Linked DNA regions of Danio rerio: region 1 is linked to region 2. Evidence: chromatin contacts called from public HiCAR-type data. All regions are on one chromosome and are shown on one strand. The core of a region is the stretch at or near the end of the contact, and the rest is flanking DNA. Distances in the headings are between cores, read along the strand shown.

The links. HiCAR-type assays count read pairs that join an accessible place to other places.
Region 1: a contact with region 2 is called in a HiCAR-type map of caudal fin, with 13 times the contacts expected there. The contact joins the promoter of smarcb1b here to the promoter of ulk1b in region 2. A contact is called at or near these places in 4 of 18 Hi-C or Micro-C datasets (caudal fin, embryo, hematopoietic stem cells and 1 more) and 2 of 4 datasets of contacts at active chromatin or transcription factors (caudal fin and embryo).

The regions. Positions count from the first base shown.
Region 1 is chr21:17,006,458-17,012,481 of GRCz12tu, forward strand. It overlaps smarcb1b (SWI/SNF related BAF chromatin remodeling complex subunit B1b), which reads left to right and starts at 3,115. Exons shown (of 10, transcript NM_131448.1): 1 at 3,115-3,215; 2 at 5,366-5,477; 3 at 5,615-5,723. The coding sequence starts at 3,132.
Region 2 is chr21:16,280,900-16,286,383 of GRCz12tu, forward strand. It overlaps ulk1b (unc-51 like autophagy activating kinase 1), which reads right to left and starts at 3,459. Exons shown (of 28, transcript XM_068216020.2): 1 at 2,849-3,459; 2 at 2,326-2,418; 3 at 2,174-2,215. The coding sequence starts at 2,938.

The DNA of each region.
Region 1 (6,024 bases), core at 1,865-4,364, 730 kb after region 2:
TAAATATGCCTACCAGCGATGGGTTGCAGCCGGAAGCCCAGGTAGCAAAGAATTCCGGCCCAGATTTGACATGAATCTGGCACAGCAGGCATTCATCCAGCACTGGCATACAGCATGTGGGCCAAACATGGCCCAGGTTTCACAGAGGTGGCACCATCTTTAAGGCAGCGCATAAGATTTGGGCCAGATGTCAAATGTAGTATTTGACCCAGATGTTAAAAATGAACATGTTTGGCTTATCTTGACCTACTTTTAAAATAGATTTAAATCATTTTTAATTAAAGAAAAAATTTTACCATCGGGCCGCTTCGAGAAAAAGTGTGGCCTTAAAGCGAAGTCATTTTCATTGCAGTCGTGATACACCAAGTCTGGCCCAGTTCCGGCCCAGTTATGGGTTATGAACTTGGCTGAGACTTGGTCAAGATATGGTTCATGTTTGGCCCTTGTATGGAAGCCAGACTTGGTCCAATGATGTACCATAATTCACTGCGGCATGTGGGCAAAGCAAAAGCTGATTGTGTTAGCCAGATCTGGGCCAAATTTTGTCATATGGGAGGGCATCCGCTGCGTAAAACACATGCTGGATAAGTTGTTGGTTCATTTCACTGTGGCGACCTCTGATTATTAAAGAGACTAAACCAAAAAGAAAATGAATGAATGAATGAATAAATAGGCTTTTTTGTCATACAGTTGACATACTAGCCTATGTGGAATTTCAGATGCTGCCATGACTCTTTCTTGAATGAATCAGACTTCTGAATGAATCATTTGAATAGATGAATGCCGCCATTTACTGAAGGTTAATTTTCATGTCCTTTAAACCAACAAGCATTATTCATTATTAAGATCATTCAAGCAGTATATTTGGCAATAAAAAAGGTACATTTAGAATTAAAAAGATGTTTTTGCAACCCTGAAAACAGAAATTATTAATAAAATGGAATAATTTGATATGAAGGTATTTCATTATTAAGATTTATAATAGTATAATAAATGTTTTTAAATAGACAAAAATTATTAATAATTAAAAAAATCTAACTTTTAATCCACGCAAGTTCTTTTTAATCTGATAAAGCACAAACTGAAATGAGGAAATACCTTAAGAAAATCATGAGTAAAACAAGTGAAAAAGTTAGTAACTAACAAAAGTTTAGATCCAAATAAAAAACAACAGAAAATAAAGTTATGGTTCCACCATTACACTCCAAATAAAAATTCTTCAAATGTACTAACAAGATCAATTATTTATCCCATATAAAAGTATAAACAAGCTTCAAACTGTGAAGTAAGGGTGAGCCTTTCTGAAATATATATTTTTTATCTCTGAATATCTCTCCTGCAGTTGTCAGGGAATCTACAGATATCTGCACTTTGGACAGGTGGAATACATGGACCAGCAAAACTGTTAATAAACAATGAGGATCAATTCATTTTTAGGGTGAATCTCCTTTTTAAAGTGTTTTTGCCAAAGAGTTTACCATTCCCTGCTTATCACATGTGCACTCATATCTTTTAGTTCAGCTGAACATTTGTTTTTTTTTTCCCTGAAGGACACCAAAGGACATGATTAAACTACTTCAGGAAGAATATTTCACTCTGAATCATATTCGTAATGACCGATTATTAATGTTCCAAGCCAAAGGATAATGTGATGTTTAATGCAGCATGTTTAATGAAAATATGTTTTTACGTTAATGAAGCGAGTTCAGACTGTGACCCGTGTTAATGGTTTAGTTTCTATGCAGGTACTTGTAAAGTGCTACAAGAATGGAGTTTTTTCCGTTCTAATGGAGATGTAACTTCTGATTACCATTAAAAAAGGTCTGTGTTAAACATGTATGTTGGTACATTTAATCACAAGTGAACCCCCCCTTTCCCCCAAATGTTCAATCTACTTAGAGTAGTCATATAATTGCAAATAAATTTAAGTAATCTGGCACTAGATGTGAAATATCAAGGCTGTTCTTATGTAGGCTTAATGGCTAATGCGGTTTTAATTGTCTTAAATATTTTTAGCAACCTAATCCTTATTTGTCTTGCCTGTTGAGTGTTTTGGCTTGTTTATGCAATTCAATATTTCTTGTTGACTTAAGAAACTGCCATCTTTCTTGGATTTAGCTTTGAAGAAGAGAAGAATTCAATTAATAAAGAAAGCAAGAAGGAATTTATATATATATATATATATATATATATATATATATATATATATATATATATATATATATATATATATATATATATATATATATATATATATATATATATATATATACATAAAACCAACCAACATAAAACAATTATCATTATGATAATTAAAATAACTATTAAATTGTGCAAAAAAAAAAAAAAAAAACATTTATCCACATTTGATCAAATATAGATATTCATTCATTCATTTTCTTTTCGGCTTGGTCCTTTTTTTAATCTGGGGTCACTACGGCGGAATAAACCATCAACTTATCCAGCAAATTTTTTATGCAGCGGATACCTGCAGCTGCAACCCATCTATGGGGAACACACATACACTCACATTCACACAAATACACTAATACACTAAGGACATTTTTAGCTTACCCAATTCACCTGTTCAATACCCCATGTCTTTGGACTTTGGGGGGTGGGGGGGGGGGGGGAGACCAGGAGGAAACCCACTCAAACAGGGGGAGAACATGCAAACTCCACACAGAAATGCCAACTGACCCAGTAATATTTCACATTATAAGCTAGATGACTACATTTATAGCCTATAAGAAACTATATTTTCTTATCTTGTATATTTTCTTATAAGCCTATATATATTGCATTTTTAGGGTCCCTCGCAGAATTTTGGGGTCCAAATAACCCTACCCCAATCAAATCAAATCATTTTTAAAAGATTATAAGTAATATTTTAGAGTTTATTGTGAGCTAATTGTGCACTAATAATTGCTTGCTTTTAAATTTTACATTTGCTTTAATTGGTTGTTAGCTTTTCAAACAAAACTATGAACTCTTTTTGTAACATACTCGTGCTCCAACCGTAGGCATTGTTGCAGGACCGCAGCGGGGCGTCCCAGCGCGTGAGTTGGTCCCAGCGCGACGCTTCGTTTGTACGCATGCGCGTTGTCTCTCATTGTGTTGTGTTCGCAAAGATGGCGTTGAGTAAAACATTTGGACAAAAACCAATAAAATTTCAACTCGAAGAAGATGGAGATTTTTACATGATAGGTTCAGAGGTATGTCTTCAGTTGCTCTGAGTACTACGCAAATGTTTACATCTGATATGCATCAACGTAGTCGCTGTATTAACACTAAAACATCATCTTCGACTTCTCTTTGTTGGCTCTTGCTTGTTAAAGATGCTCATATCTGCATATCGAGCTAACGAATGAATGATTTAATAAGTTTGCAGTCACCCCTTTTGCTATATAAAGTAAAGTTAGTTTCAAGTGTAAAACGCAGATTGTAAGTGCGACTTTATATTGGGGCAAACAAGTTAATAGAGAACATTATTATTGTTGTATCTTATTATATAGTGTACAAGTAACGTTACCCCATCACCACAAACATATTACAGTGATGGTTTACACCGAAATGTTTTGCCATTATGTATTCGGACTACTGTAGTTCCAAACTTTTATGATTGCAACTACATTGGTTGAACACAAAATATGTTTACAACAATGTTATGGACTGACACCCTCTCAATATACTGAAAATCATACTTTATTTAATTTGGGTAACGTTAAAGTTAGTTTTATATTCACACAGTTGAATTTCCTTCTTAATAATATCATTTTAGAAAGTATTCTTTGCAAATTTAAATAGTTTAATCATTTTAGCAGCCAATGACTTTCAACGTTGTTCCGAATTTTCAAAGTAACGTACTAAACAAATTGAGATAAAGATAGTTTTATGTTCGCACATTCATTCAGTGACAACTTTACCATAGTACTTTGAATATTCTGCCTGAAATCACATGAAAGTGACTTCAAATCAAGATTAGCACTACTTGACTGTAAACAATTTTTTTGTAAACAATTATTTTAATAGGCATTGGCTGCAAATATAATTCACTATTTAGAATTTGCAAAGAATACTTTCTAAATTTATATTATGAAGGATAAATTCTGACTGTGTATGTATATATAAAACCTACTTTTCCTCAATGGTACGCTATATAGACGGTATTTCACAAGTTGTCACTGAACGAATGTGCAAATATAAAACCATCTTTACCTCAGTTTTTATTAGATATGTTAATACAAAACGAAAGTGAGTGGGGAAAAATTAGATTAAATCTTTTGTGTTTCATAGGAAAAATAAAACCACATATAGTTTAAACAACACATGTGAGTAAATGATTTTAAAATGCTTTTAACTTAGGCATTATATTGTGTGCTACATAACTAACGCATGCATTTTATATAACCCATTAGGCAAGTTTCTGACGGTATGATAACTATGGATAAAAAATATCATGATTTCTTGGTATTGTGATTACTGCTCTAAAAAAATTTTATTCAAATGTCTGGGTAAAAATCTAAAAAAAAATGTCCCTATATATAGCACAATATATTTTATTTTAGAATCATTTATAGTATTTATGAGCAGTAAACATGTCAGTCTAAATAATATAAATTAAGCATTGACCTCCACTGTCTTAATTACTTTCAAAAACACAGATTTCTATAATTTTCAAAATGGCATATTTTGATATCTTACATATCTTACATTGTAACAGTACAGCTGAAAATTTTGGCAGTTTTTAAACCTGGACTTTTCCAAACCGCAGTATACCTTCAAAACTCTTATCGTCCAATGCCTATTTATTTTGGTATCAGCATACTTGGCCTATTTGTTAATCAGAATACTTTTTTGTTGTTGTTGAGATTTTATAAGGTAGTCTTCAATTTTTCATTGCCATGTTGGAGTTTTGTTTTCCATTGTGACTCTAGAACATACAACCAGAAGAGCAATCCAAAATGTTAATGTTGCTTTTGTTGGAATTAATGTAATTACAAATAAATCAGCATGTCAGAAGGAAAAACTGACTAAAATGCTAAGGTAGGTAGAAAGGTAACATATCATAAATCACTTAAATATAAAATAGTAATACATCACTTTTGCATATAAAATACTTAAATGCATACTTGTCAATCAATATGAATTTATTAATATTAATTAAGTCATCTAGTGAAATTATATTCATAATCGCAATATATATATCCCAGAATAAAAAAGTCCCAATGAGATTAGATTTTTCCAATAATCGTGCTGCCCTAAAAGATATTTCACCTGAGAATTTACATTTTACCTCAGGCTATCAAAAATCTAGGTGATTTTATATAATTGAAAGTGTTTTTTGCACACTCTCGCTCTATAGGTTGGCAACTACCTGCGTATGTTCAGAGGCTCCTTATATAAGCGATACCCTTCTTTATGGAGACGCCTTGCATCCGTTGAGGAGAGGAAGAAGATTGTAGCGTCATCACACGGTAAGTGATTCCTTTTCAACAATTAGGTCCAGAAAGCAGCTATAAGCAATCCACACCTTATAATCTCCTAGTCCTGCTTCTGGACAGCAGTTTGTGCAGTGTTGTTTTTGTGTTAGATCATGGTTACACACCTTTAGCCACCAGTGTCACCCTGCTGAAGGCTTCTGAATGTGAGGAGATCTTCGAGGGTAATGATGAGAAATACAAAGCCGTGTCCATCAGCACAGAGCCTCCGGCATATCTCAGGTTAGATGACTGTTGTATGATTTACATTACACGTCTAAATACATAACAACATTAAAAGAAATATAATTAATACAGGATTCGATAACACTTTATGGATCAGTTCTTGCTGTTAACTAACTATAAGCAATGGCTATTACCTCAATGAACTTCTCTTTTGCTTTTAATTAAAAGTTAGTACGGTAGTTGTTAAGTTTTATTATGTGGTAGGAATAAGCAGAGCTGGCGCCTGCCTTCGGCTGACAAGGGGGAGTCACATATACTGAGAGGTGGCTATCGTGTGAATGCATATAGTTCTCCCAGT
Region 2 (5,484 bases), core at 2,209-4,708:
TCTCAAGGCAATTTGTGTTTTGGCGCATATAGCGGACTTGTCTTGAAGTAAATCACCTCAAATGTTATTCATTATTCTTATTTATAGACAACTGACCAACAAAAGATACATTAAAATTAAGATTAAAATTATAGCAAATGAAATTCGTTTAAAAAAAATTTTTTTTTCCAAGAAAAATACACAAAATATATTTTTGTTTGTGCCCCTCCACTACTCAACTATACAGGTGGATGATTTGTTTCACTCTGAGCAAAATAAGGTTTTAATAAATGCTACACTGAGATTGTATCATAAATCTCAGTTATATATTTGCAAATTTTTTTATATGTCATTATTTTAAAGATTATGTCTAGCGCATCTGATTTTTCCTTGGTGCTTATGTGCTTTCATTTTCTTTGTCTCACCCGCGGCAAGTTCAGGCTAGGGATTGTTTAATAGGAAACCTATGGCAGGAAAATACACATTTAGATTTCAACAAAAAAATTTTAATATTAAAAGGAATCATAAGTTTGATCCTATCTCTGGTGTAAAGGATGTCCTTAAATAATGTAGTTATTATCTGCAAGCATCAGTGTTTATTAAGATTAAAAAAGGAAAAAAAAATTGAAATTGAGGAAAGAAATATTGTTATAGCAACACTCGTGACTGCTTTGAGAAAAAACACTCGCTGTAGATATCACGAGATGACTGATCGTGAAGGAACGAATAGTCTTGCACATTTGTTAGCCACGACAAGTCAAGATTTTATCAAGACCAAAATCACATAATCTGACATAGTGACTTTGTAACCGACATTAAAAATCGTGTGATCTGACCAGGGCTTAAATTGAATTGTTCTATGAATGCTAAAATATTCAAATCAAGAAAAAAAAAAAGATCCAAATAATGAAAAAAAAAACAATGATAATAATAATAAACTTTCATTAAAAGAATAAAGAAGTTAATATCTATGTGTCTCTTTAATATTAATAATCAAATAGCTCGGTTGCACTAAAAATAAGCTCTGCCTGAAAGCTTGTTTCTATGTTCTCAAGGGAGAGATGACCAGATTAACTCTTGCCAGGGTTATCCTGCACAAACAAGCACAAGTTTGTCACATGTGGCAAAGAGCCAAGAAGCTCACTGTGACTGTTCCCTTCAGGGTAGTGCAAGGATAACTCCTCAAACTTTAATGCATTCAATTCACAGACAGGCAACACCACAGCAGAAAGTGGTGTGACTATCCAGATGATGTGAGAGGAGGTCAGATCAGAGAAGTATGTGAACCGAGACACTTGAGCTGTACCTTCTGAAAGCAACACCAGAGTGTGAGCCTTCCTTCACAAAACTGCCATTAACCGATTGGAGACAAAAGCAACATCAATCAACCTCAGTGTAAACTGGGAATACTAACTAAAAACAGTACTTGCACTGTATTGAAATCTTTTAGTGGTGTGGTATAGTATATAGATCAAAGTCAAATTACATTTCACACCCTTGCATGAAAGCTCAATGTTTTTTTGTAACCTGATTAACTGGTTTTCAAGGACTAATGTTGTTGGTACTGCTATCTAGAAACATAAATGAGTGCCAAGTACAAAAGGGATTAAACTAATTAATATGGTTACAAGTTCGGTTCAAAAACAAACACTGCTTTAAATTAGATCTACTAATGGTTGGAGATACAACATGTATTCTGAAGTCCAACTGGCTTTACCCTAAACCAATAAAACATGCCTGGCATATTAACCTCCGGATGACCCTAAGGACAGAGCTAATACTGAGAACCCAGGTGTTTGAAAAGCGTGTCAATACTTCAATGAAACCATTTAACAGTCTGGCGTTGCAGCTTTCACTCGCAATAAGACATTTACTGTGTGCCAATGAACTTCATATGCTGGATCAAACGAGAAAACAAAATTAAATCGATTTCTATCCCTCTTGTAAAAAAACAATTGTGTAACCCAGACTCCAATGCCCATAATGCCTTGCAGCACACTCATTAAAAACAAGTGCACATGTCATGTCAACAGAGGAACATGTGACTGCTTTTAACCAATCACTGCAAAGAAAGTCAAACAAGACTCAGGAGCATTTTAATGCATGATAACTAGTAAATTAATTAATATATGAAGTTATCTAGCAATTTATATTATTTCAAATATTTGCAAAATTCAGATTCAAATCAACCTACCTGAAAGTCGTGCAATGCAACGATGTTTTCATGTTTCAGTTCCTAGAAATAACAAATACGAATTATTTGCGTACTTAAACACACTTATATTCGCTCACACTTAATTTTATGGTCTGAATATGCAATGCATTGTCATTAAAACCAAAACTCACCTTCAATATCTTGATTTCTTTGCCCAGAAGAGTCTGCGATTTGGCCAAATTCTTCTTGTTTATGCATTTGACGGCAACCTCCCATTCATGCTTCTGAAAAAATGTGAACAATTTAAGAGATTATACATAATCCCCTTGTAGTTTATACTGTATAAAACGTGTACAATGACATGCCCGTTCATGTCTATAGTCAGCCAGTGTTATTGTTTCTACTGTTTCCCAGTTTCTCTCATTAGCTTTCATGTATAAATCGGAAATGACACATTTAAAGCTCGGATACATGTATATAATGTGCTTTTAAAGCTTTCCACAACTCTGTTATATATTATTTGGCTTTAATCTCTCGTTCTCGTCTCCATCTGTTGTGCTCGAGGCCTTTAAGGTGGTAATGTTAGTTCTGCAACCAGTATGTAAACAAACCAAATTTAGAAAAACCGCACAATAACACCATTGCCGCAAATTAAAATACTTTGAGACATTTGTTTTTTTTTTTCCAGATAACGTTACTATTAACGTATCTCACCTCTCGATGTCTGCCTTTGAAAACCACTGCGAAGGCACCGTGTCCTATGAGGTCCTTCCTGCTGAACTCGAATTTCCCGACAGTCTCCATCTCCGACCTGATCCCAAATATTGCAGTTGGACTATTTATGTGAAATAAAGCTGGCCCACAAATATCCTCTTTCTGCGTCCCTCTTCTCCTCTGTCTGGACGAGGCAGCTGGAAAGTTGAAACCCACTTCTGCGTGCCATGGGCAGCCTTTCCATACAAATGCTCTCCTCTTTCATGATATCCTGGATGTGAAGAGGAAATCTACTCCTTTTAAATATGTCAGTTCCCCATTTCGACGAAAGCGATTGTCGTAAATGTTCAATAAATAAAATCGTCACGCTGAAAAATACCACCTTAAAACGACAGCGATGGGTTTGTTTGTGTACATCCGATGTTGTCAGCTCTGCTAATTTCCTCGCGTTCGTGTTCGGGATAACATGAAGCCTACTTGTTCACGACTGTGCATAAAACGGTTGTCTTTTCACTAAATATCCCTGAGGTATCGGTAAAGCTCGAGCAAGATTTGTCTATTGGTCTCAACAAAGACCTCAATTTAGTCGAGGGCTGCAGTGTTGCGCATGCGCGCAAACATTTCACCCAGGCTCATTTGTTGACGTCAGGGAAGCGCTGTCACGTTCGCGTCACAGTGACACAAATTAGTTTTTTTTACAATCGCTATGACAGTTTTTTAAATACATTTACCAAGTTTCTTAAACTCTTAACACGGTAAGCACAACATCCGTTTTTGTAGGCTATACAATTAACACATAAATCTTGTTGATTTGATACAAAATGCATACAGTATGAACTTCTTTTACACCCAAGCTCCACCAAGACCAAAGCAATGTAATTTTACAGTCAAATTTACAAATGCTTTCACACTGTATGTCATGACAGATAACATCAAGTTCTAAACATAATCTACATAGGCTGAAGTCAAAGTGAACTGCTGTGAACATCACATGCTTCACATTGTGAATTGAAACACAAGTATATTCTCTGTATTTTATTACATTTCCAGTGAGAAACAGCTTATTGCAGTTATGTAAATATTTAAATCACAATAGATTCCCATCTAGGAACCACAATTAGGTGTTGAGGTTTTTCCAATCACATGATATGTTCTAAAAGAGGACTCTTGAGGTTTTTAAAAGGAATATTAAGTGCATCAAAAAAGACTGTCACCAGTTTGTCCAGGTAAAGTTATGCAATACAATCATTACTGTACTATGCACAGTGTGTCTTTAATTTTGTGTCTGAAGTACAGACACATTTAGGCCTATACTACTGTAAAGCAGTGATTGGTTAGTGATCAGTAAAGAATTGTGTTTCCACATTTAAGGATTGTGTGTCTGTGTGTGTGTGTGTGTGCGTGCGTGCTTGCGTGCGTGTGTATGTGTGTTTGTGCGTGTGTCAGTGTGTCTTGGTGAATAAGTGTAACATTTTGATTGGTTTTGTCTGGAAAAGAAAAGCAAGTAGATTCCTGTTCAATTTCTGTGTTTTGGGTAGAGAATTGTGTGTAGCGTTTTTTTAAAAATTGTTTTATGCATTTGAAAACTGAGTTTAAGGCTGAGAAATAGCTTCTGGTTTTGGACATAGTTTGCATTTTGAGTGAGATGTTTCAGAAATTGTGTGACGAGAAAAGATTTTGTGTGCAAGCAGTTGCAAAAACTGTAAGTTAATCAACCGATTTTATCTTATTAAACTATATATATATATATTGATGTAAAATGTAAATTTTGTGAATTTCATACAGAAACAGTTTTTTTTTTCAATTAAAAAACGTGGGTGGGCAGTGAACCAGTTATGAACCAGATGAGCTCTGATTTCTAAATTGCAATTCTGTGTGACAGGTGTTTACTCATGTGATGAGTTAGTATGCAAAGTAGCACAACTGACTTTACAATTTTGAACGTCAGTGTGTTCCTTGTGAAAACGAAATTTTCTGCATAAAAATTGTGCCAAATACAGAGAATGTTTTGCAAAAAGTGTGTTTTAAACCTGCAATTTGAGTGTAAAACAGGAATTGTGCTTGTAGTTTAGCAGAATTGGTTCAGGGGGTTGGTGCATCAGTTACATGTTCTAGTCATTGAAGTACAAGTAATTGTGGGTAAGCAATTGGGAAAAACTGTAATGATAATATACAACAAAATGTTTCTGTTACTTTTAAAGATATTATTTTTGATTATTATGAATCTGTCTCTAGTAAAAGAAATGTTTGTTTTATTATAAATTTAGTTTATTTTCTTTGTAAATTCCATATCCACAAATGCAAATTTACTCATACCAAGCCATATTTTCCTGTTTTCTTTTACAAGAAGTTAGTCACTAAAATTTCATTATCTGAAAAAAAGCCAACAGAACTATTTCATTTTGTAATGATTTTAATATATGTATTGTAATTGATCCTTAAACGTCTTACCCTCAAGGTTATTTTGTGTTCTTTCTCTTTTTTGTATCTTTGTTCATTGACAATGAAATTCATATTCTGTACTGTGTACAAATATTGATACAAACATGTCAACTGTTTTTTTTTGCAAATTAAAAGAAAACTACAAATCATAGGCCTATATATCAAATTAAGTAACTATATATTAGCCTATATAT